2 separate regions of the Mus musculus genome follow, and region 1 is linked to region 2. The links are chromatin contacts, called in public promoter capture Hi-C maps. All regions are on one chromosome and are shown on one strand. The core of a region is the stretch at or near the end of the contact, and the rest is flanking DNA. Distances in the headings are between cores, read along the strand shown. Region 1 overlaps Hmgcll1 (3-hydroxymethyl-3-methylglutaryl-Coenzyme A lyase-like 1). Region 2 has its middle 55 kb from the start of Hmgcll1.

What was found. Promoter capture Hi-C pulls out the DNA fragments that hold promoters and counts their contacts.
Region 1: a promoter capture Hi-C map of second pharyngeal arch cranial neural crest shows a contact between it and region 2, with 2.4 times the contacts expected there. The contact joins two enhancer-like sites. A contact is called at or near these places in 5 of 39 promoter capture datasets (the 3T3-L1 cell line, the HPC-7 cell line, embryonic stem cells and 2 more).

The regions. Positions count from the first base shown.
Region 1 is chr9:76,035,890-76,040,776 of GRCm38.p6, forward strand. All of the region lies in intron 1 of Hmgcll1 (3-hydroxymethyl-3-methylglutaryl-Coenzyme A lyase-like 1), which reads left to right. Among named protein-coding and RNA genes, the nearest start is that of Hmgcll1, 23 kb to the left of the region's middle. Within about 2 kb of position 2,867, at least 16 of the 459 cell types and tissues checked have an H3K27ac peak or open chromatin away from gene starts, as enhancers often do. A contact at or near this core is called in second pharyngeal arch cranial neural crest, where this site is marked.
Region 2 is chr9:75,957,870-75,962,733 of GRCm38.p6, forward strand. No RefSeq gene overlaps it. Among named protein-coding and RNA genes, the nearest start is that of Hmgcll1, 55 kb to the right of the region's middle. Within about 2 kb of position 3,267, at least 37 of the 459 cell types and tissues checked have an H3K27ac peak or open chromatin away from gene starts, as enhancers often do. A contact at or near this core is called in second pharyngeal arch cranial neural crest, where this site is marked.

The sequences.
Region 1 (4,887 bases), core at 1,617-4,116, 78 kb after region 2:
TAAACAAATATTTGTCAGCATAATATTAGTGTCTTTGGCTATAGGCATCACTCTGAGCAGCCACTTAGAGAGGCCTTTAATCTTTAAGATTTTGAAAATATAATGCTTAGTCACTGTACTTCTGATTCTCACATCTCATTAACCATGCTATCTAACTTGGTGTGACACCCAAGCCTGCATCCTAATAACCAGAGATGATTTACTGTTCAAATCTAATGTGGAAGATATGGCCATTCTGGGACCCAGGCTCCTCCTTATGTTCCTGCTCTTCACTAGGTCCCTCCTAATTTGCTGAGTAGTAGGAAAAGAGACCATGGAAAATACACATCCACATCCCACCATAGCATTCAAGAACTAACATGATTGTGCTTCATTCCTTGCCTTTTGAATAGTAGCTCCTGGGTGTGAGAGTGATGGGAGACTCTGGGCCAGCCAGGTTCACAAAGGCTTCTGTCATATGATCATTATGACAGATCTCCAAGTGGCTCCCTTTTTCTATTTATTTATTTATTTTATACATCCTGACTACAGTTCCCCTGCCCTCCATTCTTTCTAGTCCCTCTTCCACCTCATACTCCCCAGATCCACTGCTCCTCTGTTTCCCTTCAGAAAAAAAAAAAAAAAACAAAAAACAAAAAACAAAAAAGAAAAAAACCGAAGTCCTCCTGGAGATATCAACCCAACACAGCATAACAAGATAAGACTTGGCCCAACCCTCCATAGAAAGGCTGGACTAGGCAACCGACTAGGAGAAAAAGGACCCTGAGGAGGCAAAAGAGTCAGACACCCTAACTCCCACTGTTAGGAATCCCACAAAATCCTAAGCTAAACAGCCACAACACATAAGCAGAAGACCTCGTGCAGACCCATACAGGCTCTGTGATTGCTCATTCTGTCTCCATAAACCCCTATGAGCCCTGCTTGATTGGTTCTGTAGGCTATGTTCACCTGGTGTTCTTGACGACCTCTGGTGCCTATAATACTTCCTCCCTCTTTTCCAGGGTTTGACCTACAATCTGTCCTGCCTACAGATGTGCTGTGGCAATGGTGGCCCAGAGCTTGTGCAAGTGGCCAACCAATAACTGCTCTAACTTAAGACTCATGCCATGAGAGGGAATCCATGTCTGACACTGCCTGAATGTCCAGGGACTGGAAGCTGGATGGCCTAGAGACCTAGGGTAGAACCAAACATGACTGGCCACAAATGACTCCTAATGATATTTTGCTGTGCTCATAGATTGGTGCCTACTCCAGTCACCACCAGAGAGCTTCCTCTGGAAGATGATGGGAACGGATGCAGAGACCCACCACTCTTTTTCTGGATAGTGAAGAAGTGTCAAAGGCATTTTTCACAGCCAGGGACAGAGTGACTGGGATAGTTAAGTAGAGGGTAATATGTGGAACATTTGTTGCATGAGTTTTTGAAGAACAAAACTTTGGCACTTTAAAAATAATCTAACTCTACTTAAACATTTCCCCATACTTTAGCATTCTCTCTCCCTCAGAGTGATTGTTTCATTAATGGGACTGAACAGTCAAAACTTCAAGGGTTCTAAACTGTTAAGATGTAATTAAGGTTAATTACATTGGTCGTAAAGCATCTAGAACTTCTTGCACATCCCATATTGGTTCTGAACTACCCTGTGGTAAATACCATCTTCATAACCAAGATCATGCATGGCTCTTTTGGATTGTAACGGGGTTGGAACAAGCTTTTGTGGGATTTAGAAAGAATAGCAGCTTTGATGCCTTTGATAGTGGCAGATCTTAGAGAGATGGAAAGAAAGCCAAATTTAACAAGACAAAAGAATCAAGTCTGGAGGAAGGCAGAGCTAGAAACAAGTCTCTTGTTTCAGGTTCTCCTACAGTTTACCCTGCGTGTAACATTCCTCTGGAAATGTAGACATATGGAAACACAGAGGTTACCTGGGTCTCTGTCTCTAGGGCATCCACGTGCTGGGATGAAGGGTTGTTGAATGGGCAGTTTTAGGACTGTTCTTGCTCATAATCACATGCATGGATTGTATGTAGATACCTTGACCTTGTGACTCTGTGGGATCTCTGTGCTTTTGGAGGGCTAGAATCGCCCTATAGTATGATTAACTGTGTCTTCTTTAGCCTTTATTAAATTTAATGTAATTGATAGTCAAATAAAAAATGAAGACGCGTTAAGGGTAAAGGTTGATAGTCTGCCTTGGACAGCCAGGTGTGCATGGGGCGTTATATTCAAGCGGCAGGATACACAGTAACCTCTCTTAGACACTGCCCTTTCAGCTTGCAGCTTAAATGTAACCCATGTTCAATAAATTCTGATAGAAAAGGGAACTATAGTTGGTAACCCAACACACCCCTAAGTAATATAACCTCTTGGCATTTCTCTAAGTGCAAGATTAGATCCCCCCCACTGCCTCCAGCTAGCTCTGCTCTCTCCTAAACCTAATGCTTTAGTTATTGTTCATACCCCACAGATGTTCTCTTTAAGGAGTCTGTACCATGTCTGGCTTTTCTAGGTTCCTCCCAAATCCTCACCGAGGTGGGAATCCTTTAGACTGACCACAAACTGCAAAACATTTGTCTCTGTGTACACTTGCTAACTTGCTTAGGACAGAAAGTTGTGGAAGCAATTAGGCACAGTCTCTACAATGGGCACCAGCTGTGCTCTGTACAGTCAACGTAATTGATCAAGTAGCCCCTTACTTCCCACTATGTGGAGAGAGCATTTAAACAGGGCTGGATTTAGATCTACATGGAATGAATGAAAAAAATACACATGCTATGATTTAAGAGCGATTTAAATGCAGTGGCCCCTGGACCACCCCTCATCAGCCTGTTTACATTCCCAACATTAGAGACACCTCTGGGGTTCAAGATATGGGGAGTCTAAAATGAAATAGGCCACCTGGAAAGCAATGTATAATAAAGCCGGTAGCAGCCCCCTCAGCAGTACACAAGGTGCTATGGAAACGCAACACGAATTTTAATTAGAATGAGGAGGGCCAGGAAAGGCGGCTGTTAGAAAGCCATGCCAGGTGAGGAGTCAGTCAGTGAGACTCAGTAGAACAGTCACTGAAAAGCAGAGTTGCTGACAAGTTCTGCCAGGAGACACAGACATGTTGCCAGGCAACCTGAGGCATGGTTGTTTTGCTGTGTTGGCCAGGGCGTAATATTAGGGGCAGCGAGACAAAGGTGCCCAGGTTCAGAGACTCATCAGTGGGAAGTGGGTTAAGCAGTAATATAATTTAAAGGTAGATTGGGGGAGGGGCACGTTTATAAGGATATTTAGAATAAATTAGTGTCTATAAGTGAGTTTTCAATTTTGAAACCTTATAAATAAAATGGAGAGAGCGAAATGTTGGCATCATTAGGGCAACCGAATCTAACTTTATAAAGTGTGAGGCAGCTTCCTGTAGGAAAATATTTAGTACTGTTCTGGGGAAGGTAGGAAAAGAGTTTAATGGAGATGTAAGTTTTAAATAAATTTAACAACTTACTTTTTCTTACATTTGGGACTATTTCCCTCTCATAAATATCCTTACTTTGTATGCATTTTACATAGTCAGACTTCTAGAGGAAATCGGTATCTAAGATCCACATCTGCTGGGTAGAGCCTAGGAACTGGGAGACTTACTTTTAGGATTAAAACCTGTATTGTTAGGGTCGAGTCTTGCCCCCGAAGCTGTCTGTGCTCCCAAGTTATTCTATAACTTCCTGATTTGTAGTCTCACTGTTTCGACCCAACTCCTTTACTGTCTGTCCTTAATAGCTAGAGGTAATGCAACCTCAGGCCACCTCATTCCACCTCCAAAGTCGCTCCTATCCTCCTTCCCCCATAGCTTGCATTTGTCCAGGAATAAGAATTTTCTCCTGGGCCCTCTTAAAACCTGCAGTCCTGATATTTTAAGTTATCCTTTCTACCGCTCCTCTGTTTAATCCTTGCCTTCTGGCTCTTCTTGGAACAGTTAGCACCCGGGCTCATTTTTCCCCAGTCAACTCAAGAACACTGCGCTGACTGTTCTCCCACGGCGTGGAGCTTGGCATCCTTCCTTATCACCCACCTCATTTTGTTTAAGTCTACCTTCTTATGTGAGAACTGTAATGTGGCTGCTGTCCACCCAGCTTCTTCCCCCTCTCTTGAGTTCTTTGTTGCCATATATTATAGTTATTACAATTCCAGTGTCATCTAGAAGTTATGCAAAGAAAAAGCCCTCCTGTGTGCTAAGGTGTCCCAGAGGAATAAACGAAAGAGTCGAGTTTATTAATGTGGCACAGATGCCACAGTTGATTCTGCCGACTGCAATTTTGTCAACCATCCCTCAAGGCATGCCCAGCCTGTAGCATCTGTCCTGGGAGCCTCTGACTGTGGCCTGACGTATTTGTAGATGACAGCATCATATTGCAACGTCTAAAGGTTGGATGTTCTGATCTACCCTCTCTGATTTCAAGTGATTCTGCAGAGTGGTAAGACTGTAGAAGTTTAGTATTGAGCATTTTGGTATGTTATCACCATCTGTAATGTCTACTCCATTCTGCTTAGCAGAACCTTCACAACGGAAACAAGAATATCCACTTAGATATAGGACTTCCTGTTCTTTGGAAAATACATCTTCAGCCTGGTCTTGTTTTGAGGCTTCAATATCACACATAGCTCTCATCCAAAGTGCTTTTTAAGGTTTTTACTTTGGACCCATTATGTGCAATAGTTGTCTTCCAGTGTGTAATGAATTTTTATTTTAAAATCCAAGTGACATCCTGTGCTATATAACTAAGTATTAAACAATTGCACATCTGTGAATTCTGGGTAGGACACACATTTATTTTATAATGTTTGTTGAGGATCTTCTTCATGCCAGACTCTGTTCTAAGAGGTGGATATGCCCTGAAACAAGT
Region 2 (4,864 bases), core at 2,017-4,516:
AGTGTCTGGGTTTGGTGACTGTGTGTGGGATGAATCCCCAGGTGGGGCAGTCTCTGGATGGCCTTTCCTTCAGTCCCTGCTCAATACTTTGTCTCCCTATTTGCTCCTATGAGTATTTTGTTCTAAAAAGGACCGAAGCACCCACACTTTGGTCTTCCTTCTTCTTGAGCTTCATGTGGTCTGTGAATTGTATCTTGGGTATTTCGAGCTTTCAGTCTAATATCCACTTAACAGTGAGTGCATACCATGTGGGTTCTTTTATGATTGGGTTACCTCACTGAAGGTGATATTTTCTAGTTTTATCCATTTGCATAAGAGTTTCATGAATTCATTGCTTTTAATAGCAGAGTAGTACTCCATTGTGTCAATGTACCACATTTTCTGTATCTATTCCTCTGTTGGGGGACATGTGGGTTCTTCCCAGTTTCTGACTATTATAAATAAGGCTGCTATGAATATAGTGGAGCATGTGTCCTTGTTATATGTTGGAGAATCTTTTGGGTATATGCCCAGGAGTGGTAGAGCTGGGTCCTTAGGTAATATCTGGCTTGAATTGGCCCATTTCACTGATGGAGGAAAAAAAAAAAAAGATCCCTCTTGTGCAGCGTACTGTAAGTTCAGCAGACCTGTGTCCTGTTTCCTGGCTGGCCAGCAGCTGCCCTGGAGTGCTTTGTTCAGCTTGCTTTCTTGTATAACCCAGAGCCTCCTTCCAGAGGCAGCGCAGCACACAGTAGGCTGGATTCCTCTCACATCAAGCATTAATCAAGCAAATATCCCATAGACAGGCTCACAGGCCAACCAAGTGGTGACATTTTCACAATTGAGGTTCCCTATTCACAGGTCACTCCCATTTGTGTTGACAAAAAGTAATCAGCACCCTGTTGCTCTGGTATTTATTCTGTACTAAGTTTAGATTAAGTAATACTAGAAACAGCAACAACAACAGTGTTGACTTGCCACATTGGATCCTTATTTTGGTGTCTGCCCTTTGTCTTTACCGCGTACTTCTCTAAGTATTCATTATACTGTCCGTTCAGTCTGTGCAGAGCTTATGTTCATGCTTGGTGACAGGGACAGTCTCTCTCGTGTCCATCTTATTTAAAACCATAATCTGTTTTGGAATTCTTAAAAAATAAACAATCCAAGCTGACTTTGGATTTGCTTAAAAGAGGCAAATCTCCTTAAAGATGTTCTGAAGTAACTTGCTGAATTAGTGGGTGTTGAAGGCTGGGACTAGAGGCCACATGAGGACTGATGCCATTAATCCTGTGACAGAAACTTCTTGATCATGGGACAGCTGTCAATGACATTAACTGGCAAAGGAGACACTGCTGTCAGCAAGGATTTCCCTCCAAAGTCAGAGCTCAAAGCAGTATTCATTTTAACCCCAAATGCTAATTTGCTACAGCAATTGTCTTGAAAATTAGTTTTTCGTAGGTGAGTGCAGTTTGAGCACAGGACAATCACATATCTGGTGTTTTGTTTTCTAAGTTGAAAGCCTGTGGAAACATATTTTATGGATTGTACTTCATGAAGAAAATGTTTCTAGCATAACAGTATTCAAAGGCTGCTGGCCAGCCAGGAAACAGGACACAGGTCTGCTGAACTTACAGTACGTTGCACAAGATGAAACAAACTATGATATAAAGCCTGAAGAAATACATTTTATGGATTATACTCCATGAAGAGAATGCTTCTAGCATAACAGGGCATTCAAAAGGAGTTAGTCAGCCAGAAAACATGCATGACATATGTCTGTTGAATTTACACTATCTTGCTTTATTTGTTAATAATACCCAGAATTAGTATAACGGTGTGGCATGTAAGTTCTTTTGTGTAGCATTGCTTGGAAACATTTAGAGAAAACACTACAAACATACCATCCTCAGTATGTGACTTCAGATTCGTAATGCCACATTTTCTTTCTTCCCACCAAGGAAGGACAAACTCGATTCTTTCCGCCCAGGTCATTTTAGCCTTAGTGTGTAGTGGTTAAAGATGCAAGCCTTGGGGAAGGAAGCCAGCTCTACAGATCATGCAGTTTGTACTTCACAACACTTACTCTGAAGTGGAAACACATGCTTTCTTCCCTTGCAGCCAGCCACTAAGTAGCTTTGCCTCTCTTACCCAGCTTAGTGACCTGGAGGCTCCTTATCTTTGAAATGCAGATAAGGCTGGGAGCTCCAAGTCTGAGAAATTACTGAAGGGACTCAGTGGAGGGCACAAAGCCTGCTACAGAAGAGACATTTGGTAAATTTCAGTTACACTTAGTTTTGTTAACACTGTAAAGCTGGTCAATGAAATATATCTATTTCATCTTCCAAACTTTTCAAAGTTGTTTGTGATTTTGAGTGAGATAAATAGTAGCTGTTTACAATGAATGCATCTTTAGTGATTAGCAATCCTCTCGCTCTTGGTAAATGATTAGAAAATTGAACAGCTTTACATTTAAGGCATTCCTTCATTCTGCTTCTTCAGGGTCTTAACAGTTGATTAGAATCTGGGATATGTCTCCTAGATCTCCTTTAAGTTTATCTTAAAACACACTGCACAACGCTCTTCAGAGTTAAGAATTTAGGGCAAAGGTTAATGGGAACTCAGCTCCTGACTTTAATGACCTTGGTTTTTGTTTTGTTTTTTTTTTTTTTTACATAATGTAGAAAAGTTCAAACTTTTGAAAAAAATTCTGGAAAAAAATTGGGAGTATTTCTTGGCTTCCACATAAAATGCTTTAAAGAAGAAATGGTTGCGGGGACACAACAGTCTCCTGTCATGTCTAGAGCAAGGTCCAGAAAATGTTTTCAAGACTTTGGAAATGTTTGAATAGTACTGCTTTCTGAACTGCCTGCTAGGCATGCACAATGATTCATTTCCTTTATGTAGAAACCAAACCTTTAAGATGATAGGTCAGAGAAGGTGATTTGAATTATATTGCTTTGGAAAAAAAAAAATCCGAGTGAGGCCTTTATGCTCTGTTAGTTACACAACACTAAAGTAAAACAAATGAGTCCTGCTGTAAACGATAATTTATGGCTTGTTCTTTCATAATAAAAAAGTTGAAACTATAATCTTTATAAGGTTTCAACATGCCGTATGTAGTATGTAATACTACATACTATTTACTACATACTGTTTCCCTATGCTAAGAAGTGAGAAAAGAGAATGTAATTGCTTTTGCTCAAGGGCACAGGAACAGTACCAACCCTGACAGTTACCCTGGGTATTTTCCAAAGAACAGTTACTGATCTCTGACACTTCGAGTGTGGTTTTCCATTCAGAGGTTAACCGATTCCTGAGTATCCCAAGCTTTTAATTCCTGAAACATGATCCTGTTGGCATGCACAGGTCTGCTAATAGTTTTGGTTCTCTTTGTAAGACTATGACATGGTTAGGCTATGGTGGTTCTTTTTGGTTTTTAGCATGGAGCTTGCATCCGTGCTTGATTCAGAACCAAATCAACCGACTAAACAAACAAAGCAAAATGGTTTATGAAAGTGTATTCCTAGGGGGCGAAATCTGTGAGAAGAGAAGTTATGAGCCAGAGATGCCTTGCTCAGCCTGTTTCTGTTATTTCATTCTTGGAAGTGTATGCTTTAGGCAAAAGAGCTGGGTTTTATGTAGCTATTGTTGAGGCAATATATGGTCCTTACTGTAGGTGTTAATAGTCTGACTAATAATTTTCCAATCTACCCAACTTCATAGTAGATATATTATATTACATTATTACATATTTATTATGTCTTTTAATAAAATGTAACAGAGCTCAGAAAAACAAACGTTTTAATTTAATAGCACATCTTACCTATTTTACTTTAAGAAATTTTAGGATAGGTTACAGTGAGGATTTTAAACAATGATCTAAATATATTCCTCTTATAACTAGTTCAGTTAACATGAAAGTATTTTTTTCATCAATGCTGAGATTTGAGGCAAATGACTTTACAGTATTGTTTGAATTCTAATTGCAAACCCAAAGGGATGTCCCAGGAAAAATGAAAGTAAAGATTTGGACTGGCCTTGGAAGAGGGAAGCCATGCTATACCTGGGAAGTCCCTGCAAAGTTATAGTATCAGGAAAATGGTAGACAGTGTGCTTAGGAACTTGTCAAGACACTTGGCCCAGCTTCTGAATCTCCTCCCAAGTCTCTTGCTCTCCCTCTCCCTTCCCCACTTCTCTCTGAGGCAGGGTCTTGTTCTTAGTGCTGGCTAGTCTTAACTCACTATGTAGACCAAACTAAAATGCTTGTTTTTAATATTTTAAAATTTAATTTGTGTGTGTGTTCACATGTGTGCCTGAATATATGCATGTATGCACATGTGTGTACGAGCCAATGAGGAACAGAAGTGTCAGATGCTCAGAACTATAGTTACAGAGGGGATGAGCCACATGTGAGCACTAATGAACTGTACTCAGTTCTCTGCAAGAGCAGCCAGTGCTCTTAATTTCTGAGACATCTCTCCAACCTCTCCCCCAAACCTAATATTCCCCAATAAGCTATAATTCTACTGAAATATTAATGTTTAAAATAGAAAGGAATGGCCTTAGAAGAAACTGAGTGTGTTCTGGTTAGCATGTCTTTAGCTACAGGACTTTGTATTAAAATCACGTTGTTTAATATGATTGCTAAGCATACCCCTCAAGTTCTTTTTAAACAGATATTTGTCAGCTTCTAAAATACCAATCAGCAAAAATGTTGCTTGAAAACAAATTCAGTGTTTTCATATATTATTGAGATACAGGTCTACCTCTGTCGTATTGGTATTCAAAAATATAGAGCGGGACATTTTTATTGGAGATTTAAATATTTCCATTTGTCTCATTCATGTTCTTGTATTAACTTGTCCTAATCTCTGTTTCTGTCACC